Linked DNA regions of Mus musculus: regions 1, 2, 4, 5, 6 and 7 are each linked to region 3. Evidence: chromatin contacts called from public ChIA-PET, Hi-C, HiChIP or PLAC-seq and promoter capture Hi-C data. All regions are on one chromosome and are shown on one strand. The core of a region is the stretch at or near the end of the contact, and the rest is flanking DNA. Distances in the headings are between cores, read along the strand shown.

The links. Promoter capture Hi-C pulls out the DNA fragments that hold promoters and counts their contacts. Hi-C and Micro-C count contacts between places; a contact is called where the count stands out from the background. ChIA-PET counts read pairs in DNA pulled down with a chosen protein or histone mark. HiChIP or PLAC-seq counts read pairs in DNA pulled down with a chosen protein or histone mark.
Region 1: a contact with region 3 is called in an H3K4me3 HiChIP or PLAC-seq map of pro-B cells, with 5 times the contacts expected there. The contact joins the enhancer-like site here to the promoter of Msh6 in region 3. A contact is called at or near these places in 8 of 39 promoter capture datasets (the 3T3-L1 cell line, the C10 cell line, cranial neural crest and 4 more), 2 of 484 Hi-C or Micro-C datasets (double positive thymocytes and embryonic stem cells), 15 of 115 datasets of contacts at active chromatin or transcription factors (the SCID.adh cell line, T-cell acute lymphoblastic leukemia, astrocytes and 10 more) and 1 of 9 other capture datasets (liver).
Region 2: a contact with region 3 is called in a promoter capture Hi-C map of pre-B cells. The contact joins the promoter of Gtf2a1l here to the promoter of Msh6 in region 3. A contact is called at or near these places in 2 of 39 promoter capture datasets (liver and pre-B cells) and 2 of 115 datasets of contacts at active chromatin or transcription factors (bone marrow-derived macrophages and large pre-B cells).
Region 4: a contact with region 3 is called in an HNF4G HiChIP or PLAC-seq map of pancreatic cancer cells. The contact joins the promoter of Mcfd2 here to the promoter of Msh6 in region 3. A contact is called at or near these places in 1 of 39 promoter capture datasets (the 3T3-L1 cell line) and 3 of 115 datasets of contacts at active chromatin or transcription factors (the SCID.adh cell line, extraembryonic endoderm stem cells and pancreatic cancer cells).
Region 5: a contact with region 3 is called in a promoter capture Hi-C map of 3T3-L1-derived adipocytes, with 3 times the contacts expected there. The contact joins the enhancer-like site here to the promoter of Msh6 in region 3. A contact is called at or near these places in 6 of 39 promoter capture datasets (the 3T3-L1 cell line, 3T3-L1-derived adipocytes, the C10 cell line and 3 more), 6 of 115 datasets of contacts at active chromatin or transcription factors (the NIH/3T3 cell line, embryonic forebrain, extraembryonic endoderm stem cells and 3 more) and 1 of 9 other capture datasets (embryonic stem cells).
Region 6: a contact with region 3 is called in an RNA polymerase II ChIA-PET map of memory CD8 T cells, with 8 read pairs. The contact joins the promoter of Cript here to the promoter of Msh6 in region 3. A contact is called at or near these places in 1 of 39 promoter capture datasets (hippocampal neurons) and 1 of 115 datasets of contacts at active chromatin or transcription factors (memory CD8 T cells).
Region 7: a Hi-C map of regulatory T cells shows a contact between it and region 3, with 8 times the contacts expected there. The contact joins the promoter of Ttc7 here to the promoter of Msh6 in region 3. A contact is called at or near these places in 2 of 39 promoter capture datasets (hippocampal neurons and pre-B cells), 6 of 484 Hi-C or Micro-C datasets (CD4 T cells, the G1E-ER4 cell line, embryonic stem cells and 2 more) and 9 of 115 datasets of contacts at active chromatin or transcription factors (embryonic forebrain, embryonic midbrain, embryonic stem cells and 6 more).

The regions. Positions count from the first base shown.
Region 1 is chr17:88,580,489-88,584,222 of GRCm38.p6, reverse strand. Ppp1r21 (protein phosphatase 1, regulatory subunit 21) reads right to left here. Exons shown (of 22, transcript NM_028658.4): 19 at 3,672-3,734; 20 at 1,710-1,808; 21 at 242-370. Among named protein-coding and RNA genes, the nearest start is that of Gm31704, 43 kb to the left of the region's middle. Within about 2 kb of position 2,357, at least 76 of the 459 cell types and tissues checked have an H3K27ac peak or open chromatin away from gene starts, as enhancers often do. A contact at or near this core is called in double positive thymocytes, microglia, pre-B cells and 2 more, where this site is marked.
Region 2 is chr17:88,666,705-88,670,095 of GRCm38.p6, reverse strand. Gtf2a1l (general transcription factor IIA, 1-like) reads right to left here and starts at 1,436. Exons shown (of 9, transcript NM_023630.2): 1 at 1,365-1,436. The coding sequence starts at 1,385.
Region 3 is chr17:87,973,164-87,976,613 of GRCm38.p6, reverse strand. Msh6 (mutS homolog 6) reads right to left here and starts at 1,564. Exons shown (of 10, transcript NM_010830.2): 1 at 1,209-1,564. The coding sequence starts at 1,465.
Region 4 is chr17:87,264,398-87,267,698 of GRCm38.p6, reverse strand. Mcfd2 (multiple coagulation factor deficiency 2) reads left to right here and starts at 1,752. Exons shown (of 4, transcript NM_139295.3): 1 at 1,752-1,864.
Region 5 is chr17:87,315,368-87,319,105 of GRCm38.p6, reverse strand. The region is part of intron 5 of Ttc7 (tetratricopeptide repeat domain 7); the gene reads right to left. Among named protein-coding and RNA genes, the nearest start is that of Gm52284, 10 kb to the right of the region's middle. Within about 2 kb of position 1,720, at least 72 of the 459 cell types and tissues checked have an H3K27ac peak or open chromatin away from gene starts, as enhancers often do. A contact at or near this core is called in 3T3-L1-derived adipocytes, where this site is marked.
Region 6 is chr17:87,023,958-87,027,733 of GRCm38.p6, reverse strand. Cript (cysteine-rich PDZ-binding protein) reads right to left here and starts at 2,173. Exons shown (of 5, transcript NM_019936.3): 1 at 2,059-2,173; 2 at 1-35. The coding sequence starts at 2,074. Pigf (phosphatidylinositol glycan anchor biosynthesis, class F) reads left to right here and starts at 2,333. Exons shown (of 6, transcript NM_008838.1): 1 at 2,333-2,436.
Region 7 is chr17:87,281,544-87,284,930 of GRCm38.p6, reverse strand. Ttc7 (tetratricopeptide repeat domain 7) reads right to left here and starts at 2,045. Exons shown (of 20, transcript NM_028639.3): 1 at 1,521-2,045. The coding sequence starts at 1,707. 4833418N02Rik (RIKEN cDNA 4833418N02 gene) reads left to right here and starts at 2,117. Exons shown (of 5, transcript NR_015506.3): 1 at 2,117-2,757.

The DNA.
Region 1 (3,734 bases), core at 1,108-3,607, 610 kb before region 3:
GAGCCCGGCATGCCCCTCCTGAAGCCATCTTCTAGTCCCTCACTCTGACACCATGTCAAGAGGCAGCAAGCCGGACCGCAGCTTAGACTCAGCCAAAGAAACATACTTTTCTTTTGGGAGGGGAAAGTGATGTGAAGGAAGAGGGGTCCCAAGTACTTTCCTCTTACAGGCAGAACAGTGCGGTATTTTCTAGCAGCTGCACTAAACACGCCGGTGTGTCTGTCAGGCTGCCCCCACACACCTTACTGGCCATCTTGAGCGTGTCAATCTCCTCCCTCTGTTTGGACAGGGTCTCGTTCATGCTGCATAGGTGGTCGCTCATCATGCTCAGCTGATCCTCGTAGCTCCGCTTGGTGGTCATCAGCTCGTCCTAAACAGCAGGGAAAGAAGAGAGGTCGTCAAAGGCCCCAGCCACCACCCAGACGCATCCTGTAGTACAAATATCTGTGAGAGCAGCCCATCGCAATGCCCGAGTTGATCAGTTAATGCAGGGTTAAGTAAGGCACTGGCCAAATGGAAGACCCAAGTTAAAAGAACTGGGAAAAAAACGTGTCAGCCTTCAAAGAGTGTGCTCATGACTCATTTGCCAAACAATTCCGGACTGGAGGCTGGAGCAATAAAGTGTTTGCCTTGGAGCGGGAGGCCCCAAGTTCGTCCCTAGAAGTAAAAAGAAGGTGGACCTGGGTGTGCACACTAGGAATCGCAGCCCTGGGGAGAGGGAGACAGATCCCTGAGACTCTCTGACAAGCTAGCCACCCTACTGGGGCAAAGAGACCCAGTCTCAAAAGAAAAAGGTGGCCAGCTCTGAAGGAGCACCACCCAAGGCTGTCCTCTGGTCTCCACACGCATGCGCACACACATGCACCTGCGCTTACAAAATCCAAGCACTCTCTTCTTGGCTGGGTAAGAACTGTCAAAAGTCTGAAGGTGAAATGACGCTTCCGAACCTTCCCGGTGTTGAAACCTCTGCCCAGGCCCCAGGCATCTGCACCGTCCCCGAAGGCAGCTCCTCTCCTCCCACCTCCCGCTCTCCTCAGCCTCTTGAATAAACTGCAGTAATCTTAACTACTTGAGAACAGGTTGCTGTGTTCCAGGGTTTTCCCATGCCTACCTCTTGTTGATATCAAGATTAGCAGGTTATAGTCACCAAAGCCAAAGGGCACTCATTCATTCACTCATTCATTCATTCCAAAACTCTCTGCTAAATACCGACGGTGGAGAACACAGAAAATGTGGCCCCACACTCTTGTTTTAACAAGATGAAAGAGGCCAGCAGTCCAGCTCAACAGGGGTTTCCTGAAAGGCACGGTTTGAAACTGCAATCTGATTTATCTACTTATGTATTTATTTAATTATATATTAAATTAAATACATATGTTTTATAGCCCCACTCAGGTTTATTTAGGTCAGTTCTGAAACAAGACAGAATACTATGTATAGCCCAATCCTCCAGCCAATCCTGAGTGCTCACAAGAAAGGGGAAACAAATAGCAAATGCAGACTGTGGAAGGATTTAAAACTAGCTTCAAGTCAGATACAAGTAAGACGGCCAGTCTCTGTCTGATATGAGCAACTGTGACTCTAAGGTGACTGAGAAATAAAGTGGTGTGGAGCATGTGTCAAGACCAGACATCACTGGTTCCCACAGAAGGCTGGCTTCACTGTCAGTGAAAACCACTAATGTGCTGAGGTCACATGAAGGAGCTCACCTGAAGCCTGCTGATGTTCTGACTGGCTAGCCTCATCTCCTCTGTCAGTGTCTCCTTCGACTTCTCCGCCAGGGCTAGTCTCTTAGAGAGCGCACGGCACTGTACAATCAAAACACCAAATCTTATCCTTGGAAAGGTAGCAGGTTATACTCACCAAAGCCAAAGGTCGCTCATTCATTCCCTCATTTACTCATCCCAAAACTCTCTGCTGAATACCTCTGCACAGCCCCCAGGCATCTGCACCTTCAGAGGTGGTCCAGCTCAGCAGTCTAATGGCCAATGGTTACAAGCACATAAGAACACTCTCCATTTTCACAGAACCTATTTGTACTAGTGAGGATAAAGGACTGTAGTTATCTCAAAAGTGGCCACAGGCCGACAAGCATGGCAGACTTGGCTTCTAAGTTCTTCACTAAAGGTCTCAATCCCAGAACCAAAACATCCTTATAACCCACCCAGTAGCCTCACACGCCCACCTGGGGAGGCAGGTGGTTTTTCTAGGAGTTTTACTAAACCCAGATGGTGCAAGGCAGAGCAGGTGAAAGGAAGAAGAGAAAACTTGATTTCACACTATTGTTCAACAAGGAGGATGTGCAGAGAGAGACACGTGTGAATGCTGGGTGGACACCAGCTGTCTGTTCTCGTACAGGGTGGCAGTACTTCCTGTTTATAGATGAGAACGAACTAGGGCAATCTAAAACCTCTTGTACCATAGTCGTGCTGAAAACATTTACTCAAGTAGGCAGATCTCATGAAAACCAGACAGCCTAAAATCCCCTAGTTATTATTTGTTCTCGAGAGACTCTCAGGACAGTTTGTACAATCAGTCTAACCACTTCCCTCTGTGCTCAGCAATGAACTCCCAAGAGAGAGAGAACATGCAAGACACAGGCCCCAGGAAGATGACAGTCACAGCTGGGACACCAACCCAGAGAGCAGGCAGGGAACCAGAAATGATGGCATCAGCTGCGGGTATGGCTCAAGAAATAGCAGTCCACTGTCAGCCAGGCCCCCAACTCTCTACACTGTAACAAGCAGCCACACATGACCAACCCATCAAAGGTGGGTGCGGCAGCTTCCTAAACATTGGACTAGACACAGTCTTATTTTAACAAGAAAAACTCAAAGTCCTTCTCTACCTTTAGCAAACTGACTGGCTATTAACCTCTTCATTCCTGCGGTGTTCAACACAAGCCTAGATAAAGCTAGTGTGCCACCCCTCCCTTTTTGCTTTAACAACTTAGGTAGTGTAATTCTCTGCCTGCCATCTGTGATTCATTCTTACTATAAAGTGTCAAAGGCTTAAAGACCCTGCATGCACCCACCCAACCTTCTATCTTCTTTATTTAATAATACTTAATAATGATTAAGATAAGTATTTAATAATACTTATCTCATTCACTTCCTCTCCACCACACACACACACTCATAAACACACACACACACACACACACACATACAAGGAACCTGCAGTTTGGTCCCTGGAACCCACATAGTGGAAGAGAGCCAACTTGTGTAAGCTGTTTTCTCCCATCTACTTGTGCTGTGACACTCACACACATACAGAGCAAGCAAACCTAAAGACAAAACGTATCAGGTACATCCAGCTTATCACCTTGTGCTTGTAAAATCCCCGTATCTGTGCATGTCCTCTACCACTAAGACAAGTAAGCTCTACTAATCCTACAAAACCCGCAGCATGGGGCCATGGAAAGGCTGCCATAACTCCATCCTCTCTCTGGCAGGAACTTGGACATGACACAGGAAGCTGTACACTTGATGAAATGAACATTCTGGAGCGGCTCAGACTAATCACCATGAGCTACAAACAATCCAGACATAGAAAGACATAGACAGAAAGTGCAGGGGACGGTGGCTCTCTTCCATCAGATAAGAGAACAGCACAGTGGTCTGACTCTAGCAGGGTCAGGGAGAAGTGGCAGTCTCACCGTGTCCACTCACCTCGGCGTAGAAGTGCACTGACTTACTGTCAGCCAGCTGCAGCTGAGATGTGAGCTCCGCTAT
Region 2 (3,391 bases), core at 187-2,686, 690 kb before region 3:
TAAGACTAAGTGCCCCCAGATGAGCTGCTGCTTCTCCGTCTACCCTGAGAAAGGCTTCTAAACTGAGGCTTCTGTTTTAATCCCAGCTATAAGATCACACTTAAGAGCTGCAGGGAAAACCCCTAGGGATAAAAACATCTTTTAAGACCTGCCCTTGGAGTCTAACAGCAGCAGTCCAAAAGAAGCCAATAAAATACAATTTTTCAAAAGCGTAGTAAGTATTGAACATGTCTCTCTTGTAGGACCGCCGTTAAACTTTATATTGCTTTCTCTATGTTATCTTTATTAAAACTATATATAGTCTGGACCTCCACCTTACCGGTATCTCCAAAAAAAAAAAAAAGAAGAAGAAGAAAATCTCATTGGCAATAACAATCAGGCAAACTGGTATTCGTGGAAAGCTTATATCCAGGCATCCATACTTTACAGTTCTTAAAACATAAAATGAACATACATGAGCATGTCTCTAAAAACGGAACCTTTTATGCTGTATACACAGACTTTTACAGACACAAACCTATCTTGGCTGCCCATTGTCCTTCTGGAAATGGGCATCTGTTGATAGTGGTTTTTGCCTTCAACTTGGGATTTTTAATTTGATGGATCTAACAAGTGCCGTTTTGCCTGTGAATTCTCACTGTGGGGTTTAGCTGTCCTTAGGGCAGCGTTAGAGCATTTCCTATTTAAGCATTAAGATGTTAAAGGGCAAGGAAAGGCAAGATCATGAGGCGACAATCCAAATCACATCACCTCTCATTCCGGGTTAGGAAGTAATCGCGGTGGTGGCGCGCACGTCTTTAATCCCAGCACTTGGGAGGCAGAGGCAGGCGAATTTCTGAGTTCGAGGCCAGCCTGGTCTACAAAGTGAGTTCCAGGACAGCCAGGGCTACACAGAGAAACCCTGTCTCGAACAGCATGAGCCACCTATGTTCCAATAACTAGGATTAGAGCTGGAGGCTGCTCTTTAAAGACTGAGGATCCGGAGTCTGAAGCCAGCCTAGGGTTCCTTTACATGACCTTGTCAAAAAAAAAAAAAAAAAAAAAAAAAAGAGGAGGGAGCAGGGAAAAGGGGGAGGGAGGGAGGGAGGAGAGAGAGAGAGAGAGAGAGAGAGAGAGAGAGAGAGAGAGAGAGAACCTAGGAATTTCTTAAACACAGAGGAAATCATCCTGATTGAGGGAACCCTGCCTCTACACGATGTCTAGGTGCCCTGAAACCTGGGTGACCTCAGTTGGAGTGGAACGCACACTTTTTCAAATGGAATCAGAGCCCCACGTGGCTGTCTTCTATTTCCTGTACCCCATGGTGAAAAGGGGGTGCCTATCAAAGTCTGGAGGGTGTCGGCAAAGCCTGCCCGCCTCCTTACCACCAGGTTGATGAAGGCCATGCCAGCCGCTCTGTGCCTAACCGTTTGCGCCTGCGTGGCAGAGAGCCGCCAGGCTCGCTTTTGAACCGTGGGTCCTCGTTGCTGCGCAACCGCGAGGCCGCTGGGGGCGGAGCTGAGTAGGACCGGGCAAGAAAGGTTAGGGGTTGGAGAAATAAAGTTTGGGCGTGGCACGGGTGTGGTAAGGCGTACAACCAACTTTAGCTAAGGGAGGTTGTGCAGTGTCAGGTCGATGGGGCAACCTCATCTTTGAAGGATGAAGGGAAGAAGAAAGAGGGCAGAAGATGTTATTCCTGTTTTTACCATGCCTCACTAAATATCACTCACAACTGCGCTCTATGCTGCCGTATAAAAAGTGTGACAAGAGCCAAATTCTTCTGTAACTAGTGGTTGAAGTGTGAGCAAAAGCAAAAGCAACTTCACCTGGAAAAGTGTTAAAAATACAGATGAAAGCCACAAAGACGCTCGCTGCCAAGTCTGACCCGTGTGCTAGAAGAGAGTGGGGGCTCTAGAAGCTGTCCTCTGTTCTCCGTAGGAACAGCTGTGCGAGTGGGCACACAGACAATCCATGCATCAATGCGTGTAAAAGAGATTAATACAAACAAGTAAGGGTTCATAAACGTAAACATCTCTACCAAATCAGGGACTGACAACTGGGGGCACAGCATACGGCGACTTCAAATGGTCTCCAGATAGTTCTGATGGGCATTAAAATGAGATTCACTGCCCTAAAACACATTCAAGAGTGGGGCCACATTAAATTTACCTGAAGGGTTCTTTCCTTTTAAAGGTTTGGTGCCTAAGTCTCTCCCCAGAGCATATGATTAAAACTGCAGCCTGAAGACAGAGAACTACCTTTTAAACCAAGTGGGCTCCCCAGTCCTCAGGCAGAAGTTGCCATCTTTGCCCTATAATCAATCTCTCTCTCTCTCTCTCCTCTCTCTCTCTCTCTCTCTCTCTCTCTCTCTCTCTCTCTCTCTCTCTCTCTCTCTCTCTCTCTCTGTCGGTCTCTCTCTCTCCCTCCCTTCCTCTTCCTGTCTCTGCTCTCTTGGGCTTGAAGGAACTTAACTAGCTAAAGCTGAAGATAGATTTAAGCTCACACGTCCCCACTAGTTCAAAGGGGAAAGTCATCTACTTCCACCACTCTGCCTTCAAGCAGCCTTTCTAATCTGAAGATAGATCTCGACCTAACAGATGGTTATGTGATGATTTAAAATCCCATTAGGGTTTAGAGTTGACTGCTTGCTTATTTGTGTGTGTAAGTGCAATAGAGCTGTGTGTGATTGCCCACTTTGAATTGCTTGCCTGGACCAGGTGTAAGCTTCTAGCTGCTGATTCATTTGGTGTCATTTTGAAGACTTTTCCTAAATTAAAAACTACTGGGAATTTCTTTACAAAAAGCCATTATGTGTGGTGATTTTTAATGGTTATATCTCTCTACGTGACAACTTACTACCTCAAATATTCAAAGTGACTTACCATCACCCAAAATAGAAAAGCTAAAAGCAAGCATTGATTCCTTCTGATATTATAAAATCCAATTAAATTATTCAAGCCGGGAAATAAGAAAGCTGAAAAGGTTCTTGTTTTCCATCTTTCTCTTTGCAGGGTTTCAAAATTATAATCCTAAATGCACAGAATGGGTAACAATCTACCATTCTGTGACAGCAAGCCATTTGCTGTACTTCATTATACATTATACCTTTCTCAAAGCGACAGAGTAGATGATGTGTATTTTTAAATTTAAATTTGGACCTTGGTACCCATAAAAAGTGTGACTAACAATTGAATTGTTACTGAGTAGAACACTAGATACACTTTTTATAGAAAAGCCATACAACACTAGTTGAGCAATCCCAGTGACTTTCTGGTTGCCCTCTTGTGTATTCTAAAAGGTCACTGGTAGACGCTGCTTTGATTTCTTCACAATAATAGGCAGTGGCCATTAAAGGACACGTGCTTGAATCCAAGATCTAGGTTGTCACACCTTAGATATGAAATGTCTCCGA
Region 3 (3,450 bases), core at 315-2,814:
GAAGATATGGCCTAGGCGATAACGCAAAGGATGGCCTGAGTTTTATCCACAGGACGGTTGGTGGAAGAACCAACTCTTAAGTTGTCCTCTGATTTCCACAACCTACTATAGCATGCATACACACATATACACACTAACAGGTAATTTTAAAAAATATAGAAATAATGGGGCTGGAGAGCTGCTCAGCAGTTAAGAGCACTGGCATTCTTCCATAGGAACCAGGTTTGATTCCCTGCACCCACCCAGTAGCTCACAATATCTCTAACTACAGAGGCTGAGGTCCTCCTCTGGCCTCTCTCAGGCAGCGTGCATGCACATGGGCACACATACATACACGGAGGCAAAATACACCTCTGTGTTTACCTGTGTCTGAACTGTGTCCTTTATAGCCAAAGGGAAGGAAAGAAATTAGAGATCCAAAATCATTTTCTCTGCCCCAGGAGCATACGCCAGCTCTTCCTGGTGCCCAAGCTGAAACTCCAGAGTACTGGACTCCAGAAAGAACTCTTTACATTTTAAATAAGTCGCTGCACACTTCTTAATCCCAGCAGAGGCAGGTGGATGTCTGAGTTCCAGGACAGCCAGGGCTACACAGAGAAACTCTGTCTCGAAAAAAAATGAAAATAAATAGATAAAATAAATGTCTCTAGTCGTTCCTACAAACGACAGCCAAATTTACAAAGTGCGAGTACAACTCCAGGCAAGTTTCCCCCAGTAAACCTTCTTGCCCAGGGCTTGCCCAATACTCCGAAGACCCACTAACTGCGAAAAATCTCCCGCACTCTTCCCTCCTGTGAAAAGGTGGGTTAAAAAAAACTGTCGTCCCAAGCCGGAGCGCCGCTTTCACTATCTACAAACTTCCACCTGCAACCCGAGTTTCCTCCCACCGTAGGCTCGCCACCCGGAGGAGCTCCCTGCCCGATCCGATCCGCCCCGCCCCCTCAGGCCGCGGATCGCAGCAGGACACCCACCGTTCCCGCTCCGGCCACTTTGGGGGAGGGTGTCTCCGTCCCCGAGCCTCCCGAGCCTCCCCACCCCCACAGTGGGAGTGCGCTCGCTTGCTCGCAGCGTCCCCCGAGAGTCCCGGGCACCGGCCCCGCTTCTCCCGGGCCGGCAGGCCGCCCCTCCTCCCGCCGCCTGGCACGGAGCAGCCTCCCCCTCCTTCCGGGAGACCCGCGCGCCGCCGCAGCCCCGACCGAGCCGGCTACCTGGGAGGCACGGCCTGCGCGGAGGAGGAGGCCCTCCGCAGCCCTCCGTTGAGATCCTTTGCCTCCGGCGACGAGGCGGATACCGCCGCGGACCGGGACCCGGGTTCAGCCTCGCTCCAGGCCGCATCCCCGCCGCGGGAAGCGGAGGCTCCAGAGGCAGCGGCACCTTGGCGTGAGGCCTCGGCCGCGGCCTTCTTGGTGTCGCCGAGTGCCGGGGACTTGGGGAAGAAGCTGTACAAGGTGCTTTGTCGGGACATGATGAAGGCTGACGGGCAGACCGGGCCACGGCTCCGAGCGCCTACAAGGATCGCATCCACCGCGCGGCCGCCGCTGGCGGGAAAGTCGGGAGGAGGCGCGTCCTACCCGAGCATCCGTAGCCCAGCGGCCAATCCGAAGGCGTGTCGGCCTGCGCGGTGGGCGGGGCCCCGCCCGCGACGTGCCCTGGCGTAGATGGGCGGGGCGGGGCGGGCCCAGCCCCCAAGCTCGGGTTGGCGGGCCTTGAGACTGAGCCTTTGCAAAGCAGTGGAGCTCGCGGTGGCTACCCGGGCAAGTATGCACCAAGAAGACGGAAGTGGCTTGCGCGGTTGCTGGAACGGCGGGGTGCACCCTGCGAGAAGCCGCGTCGAGCTCGCTGCGGAAACACCTGGCCCTGCGGGCGGTCCTGCGGTTGGACTGAAAGGAGCTGAGAAATTGGTTGTTGCTGTCTGCCACGTACGGTGCGTTCGCAGAGCATTGTACAGAGCGGCACTTGTGAATGCCAAGTGCAAGAACAGCTATCCACAAAACCAGCTACCCACAAAACTTTCCTTGGCCCGTCACTGCCTCAACTAGTTTACGCCTTACTATATGAGATGGGCAGTTAAGGTCCAGTCTTATCTGAGCCCTTTAGCATAAGTGTGCAGAATTTTTTATATTTTAGAAACTGAGATTGCTAAGGTAATGTTGAGCGTCAACGCTTGGGCCCTAGCAACCCTAACGAGCTAAACTCCCACTCATCCTCAGTAGTCGAATAATAGAGAAAATAGCAAAAAAACAGATTTTTTTTTCAAAGGGCCACATTAGGAAGATAAAGTTCAGCCCCCCCCCCCCGGAAGTTCATCTTTGGGGGTACTGACGTGAAGTTTTGGTTTAAACCGGGCGACGGGAACCAGAATGGTCTTGTAAGAGGTGGTCTGACCCACCATAATCTCTGCTCCAGACTGTCCTACATGGGGATTCAACGAGCTTCAGATACTTGAGAAATCTCTTTCCAGAAACCAAGTTCTTCCTCTACACTAACTCGAAGCTTTGTCTTACCCCTTCCCACCAAAAAATTCCTGGAGAAATTCCAATTCTTTGGAGTCCATTATTTCAATTGCCTGATAGCCAAAGGGAGCCAAGTGTTTCTCCTCAGAATGTCTTCCTGCCAGGTTGATTACAGGGCGTTTTCGAAAATTGGAGCTCCTATTCAAATTCAAGAAATTGGAGCTGAGCGCGAAGGTGTGTGCCTTTAACCCCATTGTTCCAGGCAGAAGCAGGTGGATCTCTGAGGTCAAGGACAACCCTGGCTACAGTTACAAGACTTGCCAGGGTTTGTTACACGGAGAAACCCTGTCACAAAAAAAAAAAAAAAAAAAAAAAACCAAAACAAAAAAAACAACTAAATCAAGAAGGAGAGAGAGAGAAATTGGGAGACTTAATTCAGCTCTAAGTAAGAATGGACTTAGCTCTGGCTAGCAATACCTTCACTTTGGTAAAAGGGTAAAAAGATTTGCTTTGTTGGACAAAACCAGCTCAGCCTGTAAAGGTGCTTTGGAGTCCAGCTAGAGACCTGAATTCTATCACTAGAATCACACTGTGAAGGATTGCTGCAAATTATCCTCTGACCTCTATACTCAGGCTCCATAGGCTTGGGGTGGGCACGGTCACGTGCACACGTGTATACGTGTGTATGTGTGTGTGTGTGTGTGTGTGTGTACACATACACACACCAGCCTAAAAACAAAAGAAACTTGGTATGGTAGGCCACACCCTTGATCTCAGCACTTAGGAGACAGGGGATCTCTGTGAAGTTTGAGGCTGTTAAGAGATGTCCCAGAGAAACTACCAAGCTAGACCACTTTGTAGACAGAAAGATTCCTTTAGAATCAAACTGCTAAGGCCAGTCTCTTGGGACAGAGATAGGAGCAGCCTGTTGGGAAAACAAGCAGACTTTGTGACGGGGTGGAGGTGGGGGGAAATCTGAGCTGATAAGATTATTCTG
Region 4 (3,301 bases), core at 503-3,002, 710 kb after region 3:
CAGACCGGAGAACAACAAGCATAGTTGTCAGGAAAGAAAAAAAAAATGCTTCAAAGTGTGGCTGTGCCTTAGGGTTTTTAATCGCTGTGAAGAGATGCCATAACCACAGCAACTCTTGCAAAGGACAACATTTAACTGGGGCTGGCTTCCAGTTTCAGAGGTTCAGTCCATTATCATCAAGGTGGGAAGCATGGCAGCATCTAGGCAGACATGGTGCTGGAGAAGGAGCTGAGAGTTCTGCATCTTGATCAGCAGGCAGCAGGAGACTGTGTGTCACACTGAGCATAGCTTGAGCATAGCAGAACTCAAACCCACCTCCACAGCATTCAAACAAAGGAGACAATGGGAGCCATGTTTGACTTCGAGGAATAAGCAAGTCAGAAGAGACCTGGTTTGCATGGAGATGGCCATTTCAATAGCATTGTAGGAAAGAACCAGAGGGCAAGCATCTATGCAGGTAAGAATGATCCAGTAGAAAGAGAAAGATGACAAAAGCTAGCATCCACAGAGAAGGTGGAGTATCTGGCTTGGTGGCAAGTGCTTATTAGAAAAAAGTCTGAGCAGGGCAGTGGTGGCACACACCTTTAATCCCAGCACTTGGGAGACAGAAGCAGATGGATCTGAGTCTGCGGGCAGCCCGGTCTACAGAGCAAGTTCCAGAACAGCCAGGGCTACACTGAGAGATCCTGTCTCGAAAAATCAAAACACCAAATCAGCAACAAAACAAAAAGTCTAGGAGGTGTGAGGTGAAGAATGCTCCAGGCTACCCTCGGTCCAGTCTCTACTTACTGAGCTTCATAAACTGCCTGCATTTGTAGCTCCCAGGACAAAGGATCGTAGGTACAATGCAGTCAACTACAGGGTACCCAGAATGAACTGGACCAAATTAATCTAACCTTCAGAATGAGATGGAATGAGATGCAATATCTTAGGGACTCTTGAAAGAGGCTTTCTCTCCCTATGGATAATGTTGAAATCTTAATCTTGGAAAGTGGGACAAAGAGACAAAAACGGTGCTGTTGGGCAATTTTCAAGGCTACAAGGAAGAGGGGGTGGGGGTGGGCTTTGATATAATCTCTCTCCATCTTTGATGTAGGTGCATCTAAAAAAAATACGATTATGTATCTTCAAAGATACAAAGGAGAGAAGGAATTTTAAAATGTACAGTCCTAAGCTCATATATCTATCTGTATCTATACACATTCACTGAAAGACAATTTTGTTAATATCAAAGGGCAGGATCCTTTTTTTTTTTTTTTTTTTTAAATATATTGTCTTCTCTCAAAGAAAACAACAAAACCAGACGATTTCAGGAACTTTACTAGCTGGATCTTGAGGCTGCGGCTCAGGGAATGGAGCAAAAAGAAAATGGAAGCAGGTCAGTCTTGGAAACGCAGGATCCCCGAGAAGTACCGGCTGCCTCACTGGGACAGGAGTTAGGGGTTTTACTCTCTCAGTTTGTAGTGGAAGCAAGGATATCCGTCAAAGTATAGAGAAGGTGAGGCTGGCCAGCTTCGGAGTCCGCCTCCTCCGGATCCTGCAGCCCACAACCCACGGTGAGCCACGTTCCGGAGCCTCAGGTTTGCCTAGCAACCAGCTCGCCTCTTGGCCTCCCCAGGGCCCTAGCAGTAGGGTGTCGCCCTCGGGAGGCGGGTCTGGCCGCGCCAGCCACAGGGGACACGTGGATCCACTGGATCGGGTCGCACAGGGGGCGGGGCCGGCAGCGTTGGTGGGCGGGCGGGAGGCTGTGCGCGTGCGCGGCTGGGCGAGGGGCGGGACCGGCGTGCGGAGAAAAGCGTCCCAGGGACGGCAGCTGGCAAGGTTCACGTTGGAGTGCTTCGCGACTGCGTCGGGGATTATCGGGGTGAGCGAACCCACGGGCCGGAGGCCTGACCCTCGGGGCAGAGGTCGGTCGGCCTGGGGCTCGAGAATGGGAGGCCCGGGTGGCGGGGTGGAGGATGCGGACCTTCAGGGCGCAGCGGGACCTGTGGCCCACGGAGGCAGCCTGTCTTCCGAGAGGGTTTCGGGGGCCAGACGTGTCTGCCCGGCTGAGCACCGCGCTGTTGTTTGCGCTCACCCCATTGCTGGGAGTCTCAGTACTAGGCTGTAGGGCCAGCTGTGTGGGCTGGACACGGACCCTGGCTGGCCTGGAAGCACGCGGGTCTCAGGCGTTACTCCATCTGCCTCTGGCTCCCCCACCTTCCTCGGGGCAGACCCACAGGTCCTGTTGTCTCGACAGGGTTGGCTAGTTTGAGCCTAGGAGGTTAGGTAGACAAGGGATGCTCGTTTGTCTCGTTTTCCCTTTCTGGGACATGGCACCTCCATCCACACATATGCCCAAACCAGAGGCCTGGGCGTCACTCTTACCTACACTCATCAAATACATTGAACCTATTCAAAACTCTCACTTTTCCAGACACCTTGCCTTAGCAATCAGCTCTCTTTTCTGCTCCTTTAATATTGATTGACCCTCCTCAACGTGTCCAGTACAGGGGAGGTAGAGACACGCTCAGCCACCCTGCCCCATTCCCAGGTCCTTCTGTGGATTCTCATTGCCCTTCCAAGCTCTTCTTTCCTTCCTGCAATGCCTGTTGTGACTCACTCACTGTCTTTGTACTTTACTCAAGACCTGCCCCTCCTCATCTGAATATTCTGGATTGGACTTAAGTCATGTTTAGGTGTTCACTGCCATATGGAGGGGCGTGCTTTGCTTTGGGTTGAAATATTTCTTCTCATGCTTTCTGTGGATGGGGGTGTGTGTGATACCCCTGGAGTGCCTCTTTAGTGACCTGTGTTTTGCTGTCGAGAGGCGTCTGACTGTTCTCACAGCCTTCACAGCTCTGCTCTCCCTATGTAACTAGGCTCTTAGTTAAATGTTAGTTATAAGGGTAGCATGGCATTCCTTTGGAATCCCCCAGTGAACAAATGGACCAGACTATTAAACACCAGCCTATTCAGGACAAGTTTTCAACCTCAGCCCATGTGGGGGCTTTCTGTAACCCAGAAACTTGCTGGTTACTTGGACTTCAAGAGCATGGAGATGACTACAACTAGGAAGCACTAGTCAGTTGGCCTTGGCTCCGTGTAACAGGATGTCTGGGGTGTTGTCAAATGTGATTGCTTTGAATGTAAATTCCCAACTAAGAGCCTCTGAAGGCTGCCAACAGCTGCTAGGAGGAAAGCCCACTCCCTGATAGGAATAATGGCCCAGTGGGAAGGAAGGGTGGGCAGGAGTGCTGCAAAGGGAGAGCTCAGCCTTAGGCCAGGGCCTCTGAGATAGAGACTTAAGTACTGTGTTTCT
Region 5 (3,738 bases), core at 471-2,970, 660 kb after region 3:
TTTTCTTTCTTTCTTTCTTTCTTTCTTTCTTTCTTTCTTTCTTTCTTTCTTTTTTTTTTTTTTTTTTTTTTTTTTGGTTTTTTGTTTGTTTGTTTGTTTTTCTTCGAGACAGGGTTTCTCTGTGTAGTCCTGACTATCCTGGACCTCACTCTGTAGATCAGGCTGGCCTCGAACTCAGAAATCCGCCTGCCTCTGCCTCCCAAGTGCTGGGATTAAAGGCGTGTACCACCATGCCTGGCTGACCCCCTCTTCTGACCTCCATAGGTAAACATATGTCATACATACATGCAAGTAAAATACTCATACATGTAAAAAACAAATAAATCTAAAGAAATGTAGAAAAGAAATGCAAGTTCTATGCCCCCACCCCTCATCAAAACTCAAGAGTCATTATCAAAGAGGAGACAGAAAGATTCATAAGAGCCAGAGGCCAGAGAGGACCAGACCGAAGCAGTATTTTCTAGATTGACAGGACTTCTGTAACTCGTGATCTCACAGCATCTGTGGTTGCATGAACAAAATGAAGCCCGACCACACTCTAGCACGGATGGAGGAGATGCCCATGAACCCCCATCCCTAACTGAGGAGTTATTGACAGGTGATAACTTCTCTTCTGGAGAAGGGAGAGTTGGTTTTCTTTAAGGGTGTGGCTACTGGTTTGACCAGTGGATGCCAGTGGATGGTCCCACACCCAGGGGCATATATTAAATACAAACTGAATGCAGTGGATTATAGGAGAAAGAAAAAAAGGACATGAGGTGGGGAGAGGGTTAGGGAGGAGGGTGGACGCTGCGTCCACAGGCTGAGGCAGGCTGGTCCCTGGGGCTGCCTAGAACTCCGTGGCTCTGAAGAGGCAGGCCACTCCTGGGGCTGTGGGTGATTTTCCACTCTACGGGAGGCCTGGCAGCCTCTTCCTTGGCAGCCTGGCTCGGGCTGCTACCAGGAGGCAGGAGCCAACAGTGCCTAATGTCTCTTCTTCCCCAGCCACAGGAGGGACTGTCCTCTCTGTCACTGCCAAAGAGGCTTCACATGCCAGGACCAGCAGACAGGCCACTCCCGGACGGACGCTGGGGAAGGGGTGCTGACATCTAGGCACTGACCACTCCCAGGACACACGGGGCTGACATCTAGGCACTGACCACTCCCAGGACACATGGGGCTGACATCTAAGCACTGACCACTCCCAGGACACACGGGGACGAAATGCTGCATTCAAACACAACCCTACATCCCAAAGGTCTGCTAGCTTTTTAAATAATTTTCAGATCTGTAAGAGATTTTGACATCTGAACAGGCTCCTGAGAACTCTTTTGCTAAGTAAATCATCGCCCTCAGGCATGTTTTGAGTAAATCCTAATTTATATCGACCGCTTTTAAAGAAACAATCCATACAAGAGGTTCCAGTGGCCAGGGCCACACAGGAGATTTGGAATCCTTGCCTGGGTTGCCTGGCTCTCCCGTGCTAAGAATACCCCTTGCCTCAGCTTGCCCCTCTAAGAAATGTCTAGGTGGGGGCATTCTCAAACGGCTCAGACAGCCACAGCCTGAGCAAACCTAGCCCAACCTGCAGCTGTCTGTGCCGGGTGGAGCTGGGGTTTTCCCTGGCCCTTTCTGGCTGCCCAGTGAGAAGCCAGCTTGAAAGATCTCTTTGTTCTGGTCTCTCCTGATGACCTTTGTGAGCCAAGCTGCCCACTTTTAACAGTATCCAAACAGAGCCTCAAACAAACCCTGGCCCAGAAACGGGCTGCATGAGGAGAAGCCAGGAAGCCGGTTATTGCAACTAAGGTCAGGTCCAACTGGCCAAGAGGCGGGTGGTGGGGGTGTTAGCAGCTCAGCTAGCATAGGACTCCAGGAGGAAGGTGGGACGTAGTAGGACAGCAGTCCCCCTACCCCCACAGCCAGCAGTGCAGCACATTTTCCAAAGCCCTTGACAGTTTTCAGCCTTCAAAATTTCTCATAAGGCTTCATTACCCCAGTTCAAGCAGAACTCCTGATACCCATAATGCTCTGAAGAAATGACTAGTGTGAGCTTGTGATAGTGGCTCACACCTCTAATCCCAGCACTCGGGAGGTAGGGACAAGCAGATCCGTGAGTTCAAGGCCAGCCTGGTCTACAGAGTGAATTCCAGGACAGCCAGGGCTACAGAAATCCTCTCTCTCTCTCTCTCTCTCTCTCTCTCTCTCTCTCTCTTTCTCTCTCTCTCTCTCAAAAAAGAAATTACTATTGTGGGAGAGGCTGCAGCTCCATGGTAGAGCACTTGCCAAGTGTGTAGGGGACCTGCAATTCCTCCTGACACCAGCAAATATACGTAACTAAATAAAATACTCGCACCCCAACCCCTTCTAATAGAAAACTTAAGCCTGGACAATGCCTGTCTTTCTGGGCATCACGTGCCCAAGGCCAATGGCCGACAGACACCCAGCACTTTCAGCTCTGAGTCCCTGGAGAAAGACAACGGCGGTCTTCTCACAAACTCTCACACTTCCCTCTACTGGCCATCTGTGCTCCAGGGCTCCTGGCACTCCGTTTGTTCGCTATGCCATTTACAAAGTGCCTTCTGCACGCTCAGTACCTGGTCAGCTGCACTGTTTGTCATTGGCAGTCATCATGAAGCAAACGAGAGAGGCTGAGGGACTGACTGACTATCGGACTGACTGACTATCGCACCCACGGCCACAGATAAGTAGTCTGCCTCCTGCTGTTCACCTCATTTCCTGGGAACTCGTCAAAAACAAGTGTTTTGCACACAGTAGGTGCTTAATGGTGAGAGTATGATTTGAAATAAAATGATATATTAGTAAGAATTGGTCGTCGAGAGGATACTACATACAACTCTAGTTAGACGTCTCCATTTGAGGGCTGGCACGTCCATGAGGGATCTCTGGTCAAGTACCCAGAATAGTGAGGCCACTGGAGGACAAGGTCGGGTGACGTTCAACCATTATCCAGATGCTCATTTTCACCACAGACCCAAATCACCGGCCTCAAAACCAAAACTTCCACCTTGACAGTCAAGCCGAGCATGAAAGACAGAGGATGTCAGGCAGCACTTCACGCCGTTGGGGAAGTGGGCACAAACAACAGATACAGGCCGTGCCCTCAGAGAGGTCCTCCTGTCCCCCACCCCCACCCCCAAAGCAGACACAGAAAACTGGGAGACAACACAAGCTTTGCTAGTGAGCCTTCCAGGTTGAACCCAGTGAGAACAACTTGTACCCCTCCCCCAGGCCTGCAGACACAAACACGCACGTGGCCGCTAAAAGCAAGACCACCGCTGATAACCTAAAGTGCACTTCGCCTTCAGAGTTTACTCCCGGCAGACAAGTTAGGGCAACTTGGGAGAATGGGGTTGATTTATTGATTGACTGATTCATTGATTACAGGGCTAAAGGAGCCACCTAGGCAGGGGCAGCAGCGAGGCGACCCCCTTGGAAAGCACCTGTTCTCTTGTTTGGGGTGCAGTGTGAAATACCTGTTGCCTTAGGGATTAAAGCAATGCATGATAAAATACACAGACCACCTGGCTCAAACGCACCTCGACCTAAGCAGAAAATGGGTTCTGCCAGCTCTAGGCAGAAAGAAGGGGAACAACCCAGAGAAGAAACCGTCCCCGTGCCTGTGATGGGTTTTGGGGCAGAGTTGTTCCTGTTCCTGTTTTTGGCAGGTGCCTGAGGGAGGGCTCTCAGGCCTGCTGTGGTCAGAGACAGGGCTGCCAGCTTCCCCAGCTCAGGTCGTGA
Region 6 (3,776 bases), core at 924-3,423, 950 kb after region 3:
GTCTGGAGTGATAACTCTGCCGAGTTTCTTTTCACCTGTGGTCGCCAAGACAGCAAAAGAGAACAGCTGTCATCTAATAAGCAAACTGTGTGGAAATAAAATAACAAAACCCATTTCTTTGCTAACTTTACAATAATAATTTAAAATGATAAATATATTGTATCGCCTAAAGTACATAACGATATGAAGTCAGATTATAGGAGGAACCTACTAATGCCAGGGTAGAAACCAATGAATGAAAACTTAAGATAGTAACAGTGGGCAACAGATACTGGTTCTAAATAAAACTTACAGGACAAAACGATGCTCTAGTAACAGGCTTTAACTGATTATACTTTAAGCAGTTCTGACAAACTTATTCATTCCTCTCTCTCACATTCTCTAATCACCTAGTCTGTACAAAGCACCATGCAAGGTTCTGATGAAAACAAAGCAATTTAAAATGATAAATATATTGTATTTATATGCTCCAAATGGACAGTTACTTAGTACTGTTTAAGTAGGGCACTGTTCAGGGTGGAGAAGAGCACTGGATGCTCAGTGGTATGGATGTGCCAGCTGAGGCCAAACAGTCCTCAAACACCTAACAGAACAAGGAAAAGAAAGCACACTGAAACCAAACTCCCTGGAACTCAGTAAATGCACAACTGGAGAACACGTACGTGCCAAGTTCTAAGAGGTAACTCTAAAAAATTGGAGAAAAGTAACTTTCTCGAATAATGTGTGATACAAGGGAAGACTGAACTGAGGCGGCTGCTGACATTACAGCTTCTGTATGCAAGTACCTCAGTTTACTTACGGGGTGCATGCAATGAGCAGACAGACTGAGAGGCTACAGATAATAAGACCTTAGATTTCTCAGAAGAGCAGAGGAAATGACCTTTCAGGGCACAGCACAAAGGACGGCTTCACAATCTAAATACATTTAAGCCACATTTAATTAACCATTTATCCCACTTTCGAAAAGAATAAAAAACCGTTTAAGAATGGCACAGCTCTGGAGGGGTGTCTGTGTCCAGAGTTCTACATACTGAGGGGCTATGAACAAAATGGGTCCTGTATATCCGCCAGTAACTGAGATGTGGGTTGAATCTTGTCAGAGAAGGCTGTCTAGCCCATGAAAGAGATCAAGAGAAGAAAGTTGTTTTTAAACGAATCATCAGCTTTTGCAGCTACCAAAAAAAAAAAAATTAAATATTTACAACAAATCTTAAGGGTTTCATTGGAATTACTGAATGGTAACTAAAAGGGTTAAAAAGACCTTTCTAAAAGCCAGGGGTGACTACTTAAAGATTTCTTTGGTGGTGATGAGACTCTCTCCTTCACCTGACCCAAAGCTGTGAGTATTAATGAATTGACGGGATGGCTCAAAATATCCAATTTAACTTAATTTCAGATAGCCACTGAAGTAATTTTTAAAATAAAATCTAGCCGGGCGGTGGTGGTGCACGCCTTTAATCCCAGCACTGGGGAGGCAGAGGCAGGCGGATTTCTGAGTTCGAGGCCAGCCTGGTTTACAGAGTGAGTTCCAGGACAGCCAGGGCTACACAGAGAAACCCTGTCTCGAAAAACCAAAAATAAATAAATAAATAAATAAAATCTGTATTAAATGCGGCATGTTTTGTAGTAAGGAAAAGCAGAAAGTCAAGATTTAAACATTATTCGGGACATATTAATAATACTGGAAATTAACCATTGCTTATAATCTTAAGATGTAACCGAGAGCCTGGAACTTATACTTGTGACATCTGTCAACTCTTGATGCTACCAGAAAGATCGTGAAGATCCGATTTAAGCCTCCGAGAGCCAATCAAGAAGTTGTAACGGAGGAGACCCAGAAGGGGCGCGAGGACGACAACAGAAACAAACACAAGAGGCGCAGAACTGAAGCCATTCTCAACACAGAGCGGAAGGCTATGCTTACGGGACAGGCAAGAAGGGCCGAGGGGCAGGGTAGGAAGACACCGGTTACGCCACAGACCAGCAGGGGAAAACCAGAGAAATCCCGAGAGAACTTCTCAGCCCTCCACCTCCCCCAGAAGCAGCCCCTGAACTTACACTTTTCACACACCATCCTTACATGGGGGTGTCCCTGTGCCCTCAGCCGGCAAAGCAGGAGCAGCAACCCAAACACAACAACGCCCCAGCGGAGACGACTTCCTCTTCCGGCTACGTCAGCCCGCTTCCGGACTCTCAGCCCTCCCGCTCCGGCCTATCCCGTACCTAGAAAGTCGCGGGAGGGATAAACGCGAGCTGATGGGCGGGGCTGCTCTCATTATCCCGCCCCTTCTCGTCAACGATTGGCTGTGCGCTTGTGAGTTCCCCCCGCCCCCTCGCTTTCTGGTCTGCGCCTGCGCCAGGGGCCATGCCAGCCTGTAGCACCTGAGGGTGGGAGGCGGTGGTGTCCCCCTTCCCTTCGGCGGGCGGGAGAGTTAGGTAAGCCGGTGGCGGGTTGCTTCTCACACTCGCCCGGGGCGGGTGCAGGTCGCACCGCCGACCGCTGCGGTGACTTCCAGGGCGCCACGCTTCCGGCGGACCAGAGGATGCCCTGCGCTACCGACCCTCTGAGATGCCGGCGTCTATCACAGTCTCTCAGGGGACTCCGACCTCAGGTCACCGGGTCGGCCGCACGGGCTCTCTCTATGATGGCGACCTCCAGTTGCCCACACTGCGCCGTCCGAGGCTGGGACGGAGCCACCTGGGTGGGGTGGAGCTGCGGTCCGCACCTGAGCAAAGGCTGCTCAGGAGGAGGGCTCGGGAGCAGCCAAGCCTTCCGACCCCGTTCTCACGGGATCGCGAGTCCCGAGGGCGGCTTCCCAGGTGTGGTGTCCTGGGTCGGGGACTCGCTCGCCGGTGTCACCTTTGCGTTTGGGTACCGCTCGCGCTCGCCGTGTTAGATGGGTGTTTGCCGGTGGCCTAGGATGGATTTCTGATCGCGCTTCCTGCCTGACCCCGCAGTGGAAGGGAGAATCTGAGAAACTTTCCCCAAGTCTTTTCACGGCTATGCGTTCTTGTCCCGACCCTGGAGGATTTCTTCTTGTTTAAAGAGGCGATGCTTGAAATGGCTTGTGCGTGTGTAACCTTGGCCGTATCTGCTAACTTGTTCATCCAGTTTTCTTAATCAGTATCATTTGCTTTTGAAAACGATAAGTGTGAATGAAATGAGGGCTAATAGCACCATGCCCAGACTTGCGCTTTTACCTTTCCTGCTAGTTCCTCACCCTGCGGTGTGGATGTTACTTTTTGGGCCCGATTTTTACTACATTGTAACATGTGTTACTTTTAAGTTCTTAATTAACTTTAGTCAGTATAACATAGAAACTGTTCTCTAGGTCAAATATATGTATTTAGAGACTGGAAACTATTGTTTCTCCTCCCACTCGCGTTCTGCTATTACCATTATTTAACATCTGTACAGACAGTGTGAGCCCTTAGTGTAGCATAATGACCATCTTAAGATGGTCCTCCACCATTTGCATATCTAAGTGTATACTTGGCTGTCATTTGGGAACTGCAGTGATTTTCGCCAAAAAAGTAAAATTAGTTGCTGGTGTCTGGCACATGTCCCCTTTGTAGAAACCAGTCACAAATATTTAAATTTTTACAGGAATTTTCTTTTTGAGGCTCTGAAAGATAATGTATACCATATTAGAGAAATCTAAAGTAACAATTAAAATCTGCATATGCTTGTTCTGTGTTTTGAAACAAATATGTTGCCCATAGAAAATTATTAATACATGGTTTATATTTAGAGTATTGAAGTGCTTGGGACAATG
Region 7 (3,387 bases), core at 796-3,295, 690 kb after region 3:
ACCGCCCTCTGCCTTTGGCTCCTGTGTGACAGAACTGCAGACACGTGATACTATGTCCAGCAGGACTGCACTCTGACTTTAAAGTCCATCTTGGAATCCTTCCTCACCTTTTTGGCTCCCTAAACTTTGTTCTCCTGGGATACTGATGAGCCTTCCTGGGAGGGCTCTGAAGAAGAGTGTAGGAAAAGCAGGCCCACGGGACGAAAGGAGGCTCTGCTTCCTGTCTGGGGCCCAGCACCTTGCTCTGTGGGACCAACCTCACTCATATTCCCACACAAGGTACCAGGTACCAACACCTGAGTGTGTCCCGCGTGCACCAGCCCAGAGGATTCCCATACATTTCCTGGAACAGGGAGAAACTGACCACTTCCCCCTGCCATGCTCAGACCTCCTGGGATTCCTGCATGCAGGATGCTGGGAAATACCTTGCCCTTCTATTGTAGGGTCCGCTGCAACTCTGAAGCCTGCTGCCTTTCCTCTGAGCTCTACAATCTAAGCCATAACTGTCTACCATCCTGCCTCCTATCCACTCTAGTTGCTCTGCAAGGGTACTCATCTTTGAGAGAACACAGGACAAACGAAAAGGTGTACTCAGAATCCTGGGTTCAGATTTCACAACTTACTGGCTGATTGATGAAGCTATTTACCTATAAATACAGCAAATCCAGGAAACAGGAGTCGCTGGGAGGAGTGACGGCTAAAGTCCCGAGGTTGGTGTGGCACACAGTAAGCACTATATTGGATCAGGGTTATAATCACCCCATCGCTCCCACAGAGGTGTCCCGGGCTGGGTGGTTTTGGAAAACTCTTTATAGTCGGACTTATTCTCTGCCCACTTCGGAAAAGGTGGGTGTGCACACGCGGCGGGCTCTGAACCTCTCCCACCGCAGAGAGCAAGACACCCGAAACAGGATCTGGGTCTGAAGACTGGGCGGGGTTCTCCCTCTACCCCATCAGGGTGCTTTCCCGCCCCAGCACAAGAGCCCAGCCCAACTAAACCAGCCCTGCTGCAAAAGCCACAGGCTGCCAGGACTGGATGGGGCCAGTGTCCGCCACTGGCGAAGAAACTGAGGTTCGCCGGCCTCTTCTCTGACCAAACGCATCGGTCTAAGTCTGCTGTGGACAGAGCTTGGTCTCAACTTTATTTGAGGGGAAAATAAGAGAAGACACAGAGGAACAAATTTAACATGAGGGAGTTTCGACAGTTTAGGGAGGCAACGGTCCGGTCTAATGAATGCACTTCTCTGATACCTACAGAAACCTCCATTTCAGGGTAGGGTTACCCACGTGACCTTAAAAGGCAGAGAGCACAAACTTTTCTCTTTCTCTCTCTTCTCTTCAAACACCCAATCTGCAAAGCGATTTTTCTCTTGGGACAGACGACTTTCCTAACTGCCTCGGCAAGCCGGAGGGTAGCACCCAGCGCCGGCTCCGGGACGGGTCGGTTGAGTCGCGCTTCCTGGACGAGGCGGTGCTTTTCGCGCGCTCGCTCCGGGCGAATCTGCCCTTCCCTCACTCACCGGTGTCCAGAGTGGTGAACCTGCCGCTCGGGCTGTTTCGCCGGTTGCTACTGCCGCCGCCGGAAATGCCCAGCATCTGCAGATGCCGGGCCAGCTCGAACATGCGGTCCCACTGGCCCTCGGCGCGGCAGCGCTCCACCTCGCTCTCCACCTTCAGGTGGGTGCCGTGCGCGCCCTTCGCAGCCATCTTCGAGCAGGAGCTGTCATGGGAGGTGCGGCGGAGGAGTGGAGACCAGGCCGGGGGCGGCGTCCAGGCTGGGGAGCACTCTCCAGCAGGCTTGACGGGAGTGCAGACGGCATCCGGGGCCCGGGTGGCAGAGGGGGCCCGGGTAACGGCAAGGGGCCCGCAGCAGCAGCAGCAGCAGCGGCGGCGGCAGCGCCCACCGCACCGCCTGGAGCCTCTGGACTGGGGCTGCGGCTGCGCGACCCCAAGGCGTCCAGAAGCAGCCTCCGCCGCTGCTGCAGCAGCTCCTGACGCTGCTGTCTCCTCCTGTGCAGCAGCTGCTGCCACAGCTCCCGCCCCGTGCCCGGGCGTCTCCAACAGCGGAACCTCCCCGGGCCGCGGCTCCACCCCAAAGTGGGCGTGGCTATCCCCCGCCGGGCTAGGCGAGCCGACCGCCAGCGAGGCCACAGAAGCCAAGCGCGCACACGGCGATCTCGGGCCGCCCTCCGCCGGCTCCCCGCCGCTGACTGGGTGCTCACTTTAATGCTGCGGGGAGCCCGGGAGCCCGGGGGCGCCTCGCTCCCCGTTCCCTCCCCATCCCGTCAGGACTCTTGGCCTGGGGTCCTCCGCCCGGACCGCCCGGCTTTGTGTGGTGGCCCCGTCACCGCCACAGCCTGAGGCACGTCACAAATCCGAGGAGCGGCCGACAGGACAGTCCTGGTCCCGGGCTCTTGGCGGATCCGGGTCGGATGCAACGCGCCCGCCCGCAGGGCTGCGGATAGACCGGCCGGGGCAAGTCCCTAAGCTCTTCGGATGTCCCCAACTCGGAGAGGGTTTATGTTTGTTTTAACTGCCGGACTCCTCTTTCCATCGGAATGCCTACTCTGGGTTCTAAAAGAGGATCTCAGCTGATTTTCCACTTGCTGCTACTTTATTTTGGTGTCTAAAGGCTGATCAGAACTCCAGGGAGCGCCCGACTCCGCTCTGCTCCGCTCTAAGGCCAGCGGTGCCCAGAAGTTCAAAGGACTCTGGGCGGGGCTTGGAGGGCGGAGCCAGGACTACCCTGGCTAGAAGGCAAGTATCGTGACCCCACCCTCGGTGAAACTGGAGCTGTCAATCCTGCCTGGGAATTGAGGATGTAGCTAAAACCACAGCCAACACTGAAAAAAAAATCCCCAGGGCCTGTACTTAAGTCACTTGTTGTGAGGTCCATTCCGAAAACGTTCGAGAATGATTTCAGGCAAGCTTTTCAGTAGTTCGAAACTGACCGCTTTCTACTTCTCCGGGAGGTCCTTCCACTCCCTGCCCCTTGCTGCCGGGAAATTTACAGCTTCAAGTTTCAGTACAGAACTAAGGTTTTCGGGTCTATCAGAGCACAGGCTCCTGACGCCCATTACCAGGGCCGGTCCCTATCAAAACTTCAGCTCCTCCGTGTGATCGAAATGAAGCCCCCTTCCTCCCTGGAAGGCAAGATTCCCTGCCCCTGTGTGCAGAACCTGAGGTTCTGCAGAACTAGGTTTCACGGAGGCGGTGGGGCAGGGGGATGGGGTGGGGAGAGGGTTGGGGAAGGCAGAAAGAGTGAAAGACTGACTTGGGTATCCTGAGAATGCGTTTTCAATTTACCTAGTCAGAGTGTTAGTGGGAGATACCCCTGGGGCCAGAGGGAACAGCAGGATTGACAGAAAGGGGAAGGGTAGACTGATA